2 separate regions of the Rattus norvegicus genome follow, and region 1 is linked to region 2. A link is a contact called in public Hi-C data. All regions are on one chromosome and are shown on one strand. Each heading gives the region's core, a stretch centred on a gene start, on an enhancer-like site or on the middle of the called end of the contact. The rest is flanking DNA. Distances are from core to core; before and after follow the strand shown. Region 1 overlaps LOC120093247 (60S ribosomal protein L29-like). Region 2 holds the start of Arl4a (ADP-ribosylation factor like GTPase 4A).

The links. Hi-C and Micro-C count contacts between places; a contact is called where the count stands out from the background.
Region 1: a Hi-C map of the Rat2 cell line shows a contact between it and region 2, with 4 times the contacts expected there. The contact joins the enhancer-like site here to the promoter of Arl4a in region 2.

What each region holds. Positions count from the first base shown.
Region 1 is chr6:62,966,944-62,969,860 of GRCr8, forward strand. The region is part of intron 1 of LOC120093247 (60S ribosomal protein L29-like); the gene reads left to right. Among named protein-coding and RNA genes, the nearest start is that of Lsmem1, 20 kb to the right of the region's middle. Within about 2 kb of position 1,523, at least 2 of the 93 cell types and tissues checked have an H3K27ac peak or open chromatin away from gene starts, as enhancers often do.
Region 2 is chr6:62,809,932-62,813,043 of GRCr8, forward strand. It overlaps Arl4a (ADP-ribosylation factor like GTPase 4A), which reads right to left and starts at 1,366. Exons shown (of 2, transcript NM_019186.1): 1 at 1,348-1,366; 2 at 1-371. The coding sequence starts at 280. All of the region lies in intron 1 of LOC120093247 (60S ribosomal protein L29-like), which reads left to right.

The DNA.
Region 1 (2,917 bases), core at 273-2,772, 160 kb after region 2:
TCATAAACTTTTTCCACACAATCCATAAATGCACTGCACACATTCCTTGCTGCCTGCTGTGTGTCTGATGGAAGGTGCTACAGAGGAAGTCAGCAAAAGCAAATATGCATTAGTTTTAATGGGAATTCCTTTTTATTTATTTTTTTTCTAAATTGTTGACTAGGAATCTTCGCTTAGAGCCAGGCATGGCCACACACACCCTCTAATCCTATACTCAGGAAGCTGGGATGGGGCGATAGCAATTCTAAGTTATATAATCCTTTCTAGGCTAGCCTGGCTGTATAGGAGATCCTATCTCAAGTGATGGCAACTGTGTGCTTTGGATGTTCAGCCGTGTACCAAGTAACATCGTGTTCACCTCGGCCTCGGAAACTACACAACAGTCTTATTTAAACCCTCATAAAAGCATGTTTTCTCAAGTGGTGGGGGAGGAGAGGGAGAGATGGGGGAGGGAGTGAAAGAGGGAGAGAGATAGAAAGAGAGAAAAGGAGGAGGAGGAGGAGGACTTCTTGTCAGAACTTCTTCTTTGAATGTATTATTTAGATTCACTAAACTGAGTGCCCATGGGCTCCCAGTAGGAGAGGAGGAGATTTGGGAAATATTCCTCACAACATTCACCCTTCAATCTACTGAATCAATGATATTCATAATAAGTGAGACAGTAAAAAGAAAAAAAAAGAAAATCTAGATAGTGGTTGTTCACATTTCAAGAAAAAGGCAGGAGTCTCTATGTGATTTTTTTTCTTAAAGATAATTCTCACAATTAGTTAAGAAAAAAAAAACAAGAGTCTTGTTCCAATGTGCTATGAGCAACAATACTGGAAACATTCCCAAACCTGCAGAGAAGCCAAAGTCACTGTGTAGATTTAAAAGCTGTGAAGCCAGAGAGAGCTCAGTAGTTAAGAGCACTTGGTGCTCTTGCAGATGATGTGGGTTCAACCCACATAGGCAGCTCACCGCTGTGAATAACTCCAGTTCCAGTAGGAATAGTGTTATCTTCTGGCCTCTGGGATTCCACACATGCTCACACATATGCAAGCAAACGCTCATACACATTTTTAAAAATCCACATAATGGTACCCCCACAATTTTAATTCCAACGCTGATACAGGATTCTAAATTCAAGTCAGCCAGAACTACATAATGAGACCCTGTCTCAAAAACAAATGAATTGTTCGAGAGAAATGACTCAGCTTGATAGGAAAACATAAGAGCCCGAGTTTAATTTCTAGAGCATCATGTGAAAATGCTGGATGTAACTGCATATGCCTATATAACCCCAGCCTTGAGAAAGCAGAAACAGGTGGATGCCTGTCACTGGCCAACCTACCCTACTACTGAGTACCAAGGAAAGTCAGAGAGCCTATCTCAAAAGTAAAATGACTTGTTCCTGAGGAAGGTCACCTGAAGCTAACCTCTGGCCTTCACACATAGACATACATGTATCTATCCACTTACACATGGACATGCACATACATCTAGGAATAATAAATAAAATATATTTAAAGAAGTTTAAAGTCATCCTTTGCTACATAGAGAATTTAGTAACTGGATAGGACACTGGAGACCCTGTCTTAAAATGATAGAACAACAGAAACAGAGAGAGATCAGACTAGTTATAGCATTTCCCAAGCACACCTAGTGACCTGAGTTCAACCCCAGAATCCACTGTGGAAGGAGAGAACTGACTATCAAAAGTTGTCCTCTGACCTCCACACACATACTGACTGGAACACCCATGTACCTCCACACATCATATACCCCCCCCACACACACACATAAATGTAACTTTTTAGGTCTAACATAAATATAAGTAGCAAAGTAAATGAATTGGTGTGGTTACACTAAAAAATCATTTTAAAAATTTACCATTTTGGCCAGATGTGGTTGTTTAAATCTTCAGTCCAAACACTTGAGAAACAGAGGTAGGTGGATATATGTAAGTTTGAAGCCAGCCTGGTTTACATAGCAACTTCCAGATGGCAAGGGCTACATAGTAAGACCTTAAACCAAGTATGGTGATGCATGCTTGTGATTCCAATATTTGTAAAATGGAGCAGGGAGAATTAAGACTTCAAAGCTAACCTCTATTATATATCAAATTCGAGGCCGGACCCCTTCTCAAAGACAAATTGAAGATACTATCTTTTTAGCCATATGCCTTCATAAAAAGTACTGTTAAAATGTGATGCAGACAGTTTCTTTTCTGTGATACTCATAACTTTATGACAACTCACCTCTACTCAAGAGTCATGTCTTAAATTTAATCCAAAAGAGTACCTCTCAAAAATTGTCTTTTTGCCTATGAACCACAACAATGACTAACGTGGCATGAGAGCTCTATGGGTGCAGTAGTGGTACGTGTGCCATGGCAATAACCAACAGATCTCTAATCGGACTCGCAACCTACTCCATGAGAGGAGTCATGCCTGGTACTAAGAACCTAGTCAACTAGTCAGGACTAATGAAGTTATGAGTCTTGGAGGAGAACCTTCAACCACCACTTAATCAGCATAATCCCTGACTGCACTTTAAACATGTGCCCTTATACCCACAGACAAGTGTAGTCCTCATCCCTTGTCAAGGAAATTTCTCTTTGCAACAGATGGCGACCGTTAGAGAAAACCATAACTAATCGAAATGCAGAGTTGAGGAGCCCAGTCCTAATGGAGAAGGTAGAAAGATCATAAGAACCAGGACATCCTCCCACAGAATACAGGGAACACTGAGCACTCTAAAGGCAGCCCGATACACACAGGATGTAAGGCCACATGGAAAATTAACCTGTAACAATACTGACATCTGGTGGCTACACAGTTATAACCCTAGGCTTCCAATTCACTCAACTACAAAAACTAATTTCATTAAGATAAAAATATACTTCGTTCCTTGAACTTTACTTCATAAATCTTAGAAT
Region 2 (3,112 bases), core at 116-2,615:
CTGTGCATCGGGTATATGACTTCCACAGTGGTCTTAATTTCTCTTGACCACCTACATCCCAGAAGTGAAAAGTGACTGTTTTGGAATTGCCCAAGGTTACCTTAATTTTCTCAGTGTTAAATCCTTTGGTAGGTACAGTATTTACAAATTCGTTGAACTGCAGCCTGTATAAAACTGTTGTCTTTCCAGCACAGTCCAAACCCAGAATAACAATGTGAAAGGACTGAAAGGACGGCAGGCTGGATAGGATGGAAGTCTGGTCTGACAGTCCATTCCCCATTTCCAGCTGCAAATGGTGTCCCAAACCGAACGCGTTCTTCTTATCTGCTTACAATTTCTCTTCCTGGGTGATCGATCGAGCTACGCGATTGCTAGGGAGGAAATGAGTAAGTTATTACTGTGAACACATTAAAAAATGGGGTTTCTCTACTTTAGCCAAAAAAATAAGCACAAGCACATGAGGGACTTAATAAAATTTGCTGTGAGTAAACACACCAGATGAGATAGTAAATTGCACTCAATCCAAAACAAACGATGAATAACTGTCACCGAAAGGCTTTGATTTCACTCTAACTGCTGGAACCTGTACTTTTCTCTGTTCTCTATGATCCCCCGAACCTCAAAAGCTCGTTCTAAAGACAACCCAGTCACCACTATCTGGAGCCCATCACCTTATCCACCAAAGTGCCTTTTCTTGGCAGAAAACTCAAAAAGGCAGTCCTATCTGGGAGATCTAACCGGGTCTCACCGAGTCTCCAGGCTCACTTTCCTGGCTCCGTCCCTGACACCAAAGCTCTCACCTCCGCGGCTGGAGTCCGGATTCCAATGGGGGAACATTGGCTGGTGTCTCTCCGCGCGAGGAACGCGCCACAGCTCCTCTCAGCCGAGACCTCCGCGCCGCTCTGGCGGCCACCCCACAGGGAAGCCCTGACTCCGTCTCTGGCCACGCCCACCCTCACGGCCCACCCAGGCCCGGCGATCCCATTGGTCGCCGTGTCAGAGCGGCCATGCCACTCCCGCCCCGGCGCCCTAATTGGCGAGGGTGCCTGCCACTCCCAGGACGGCCGCGCCAGGGCTCGCTCTCGGCCCTCCGGCACCACCTGTTGCCCTAAGTGGGAAACGAGGTATTGCGGAGGGCGAGTCCTGGCCGCAGGTTCGGCCGCCTCGCGCACCTGCAGCACGGGCCACAGTGATAAGGCCCTACACGGTGGGAGTTGCCCACCGCGCCTCAGCTCGCAGTCCGCCGAGGTTCGCTGGGCCTCGCCGGTCCCTCCGGACGCCGAGCCGCTCGGGCACTAGGGCGTCCACCCGCCGGCCTTTTCTCCCGCATGACCCCGCGCCACTCACCTGGCTGACGGTCCTCCGTCGATCCGCCTCCGCGGCTGTCAGCCGCCGGGGAGTCTGTCCCCGGGCAGCGGCGAGGCCTGACGGCGGCCGGGCCGACGCCGCGCGCCAGCCGGGCTAACGGTGCTCTCGCCAGCCTCGCTTACCGGCCGCGGCTCCGCCCCTCACGCCGCGCCTGCCCGAGGGGGTCGCGCGCGCGCGTGCGGCCGCGTCTCCTAGCAACGTCCAAACAAGGTCAAGTTCCAACCCTTTGGGCGCGGGCCGCGGGCGCAGACGGGCGGGGCTTGGGGCCTCTCGGCCGCCGTTTCTCCGTCTTTCTGCGGCCCCAGGCTGGGTGCGGGAGGGCGTCGCCGGTACTGCCCCTCTTCCTGTCACCCCAGGGCGGCCTCTGGGCGGCGGCGGTGATTCAGGGTCCGGGATATTGGAGGACACTGGCCGGGTGGGTCCCTTACGTCACGTCACAAGGCAGCCTGGGGGAAGTCTGCGCGGCCGCCCAACCCCAGCACGTGCCGCCGAGGATGCTAGCCTACCTACCTTTTGTAAGCCAAGCGTTACCTCCTGAGTGAATCTAGCTACGCCCCCACAAGTTGGAACTGGAACCAATGCCCCTATTACGGAGGAAGAAATGCACTCTGAAACGCTAAATATTTCCCGTGGCCCAAGAAAAACTGGTGATGAAGCTACAGCTGGTAACTTAGGACTAGTGATTAAGCACAGAATACCCTCCCTTGGGTTGCCTAATGTAATTGTGTCCCACTATGTTTGGCCATAGAAGGCAAATAGTCGTTTTGTGAATATACCAGTCTTTATAAAACAGAATGAGCCAAATTGATTATGAACCAATTTAAGATGTGGTCAGCACCTTTAAAGATGTTTATTTAAAAAGAAAACCAGAGTGTATTAAAGCTTGGTAGAACTTACAGAAAATTTTTATCTGGAAGGCTATAATAATGGTGGTGTAGAAAAGGTTGGACTTATTTCTGTTGTTTTTGTTTCTTTGTAGTTTTGGTTTCGTTGCTTTGTTTTGTTGTTTTTGGGGGGGTTGTTTACTTATTTGTTTTCTGCTTTTGGTTTTTCAAGACAGGGTTTCTCTATGTAGCTCTGGACCAGTCTGGCCTCAAACTCAGAAATTTGCCTGCCTCTGCCTCCCAACTCCTGGGATTCAAGGCGTGCACCACTATCACCGTCGTTCACCTTATTTCTGTTGTTTTTAATAGGTGATATAAAAATTAAGGAATAACCACAGCGTCTAGCCTTCAGACAGCATCATTAATTTAGGGGAAAAAAGCTAGAAATCTCAAGTGCCATATTCTATAAAGTTATGGAATGTAATCTGAGCTAAAGATTTAACTAAGTATGGGATCTCATTAGCCATTTACAGTAATTAGCCTAAAAAGTGGGAAAAGCTTTTGTGCAAGAACTACTCTCCTTGAGCATTTTAACATGGATTCTTTATTAAGCTGGAAGTGCTTGCAAATCTCCTTAAATAATTCAAGTTAAAACTCCAGCATTTACAGTAGTTTTGAGGTGAAGCCCCTACAGGTGTATCATGCTCAGTTGCATTTTTGCAGTCTTAGAAGCAAAACAGGCAAGATCTGATGACTCAGACTCCAGCCTTGCAGAAATCACCTTGCTGAACTGCACTTATATGTTTTACTGTGAGCTTTTGATGAAAACAGTCACTAGCAGCCTACAGCCTGTGAGTTGAATTTGAGAGATAAGGATTTTTCGAGTGTCTTAAAGAACTCCCAACAGAAAGACTATTTGG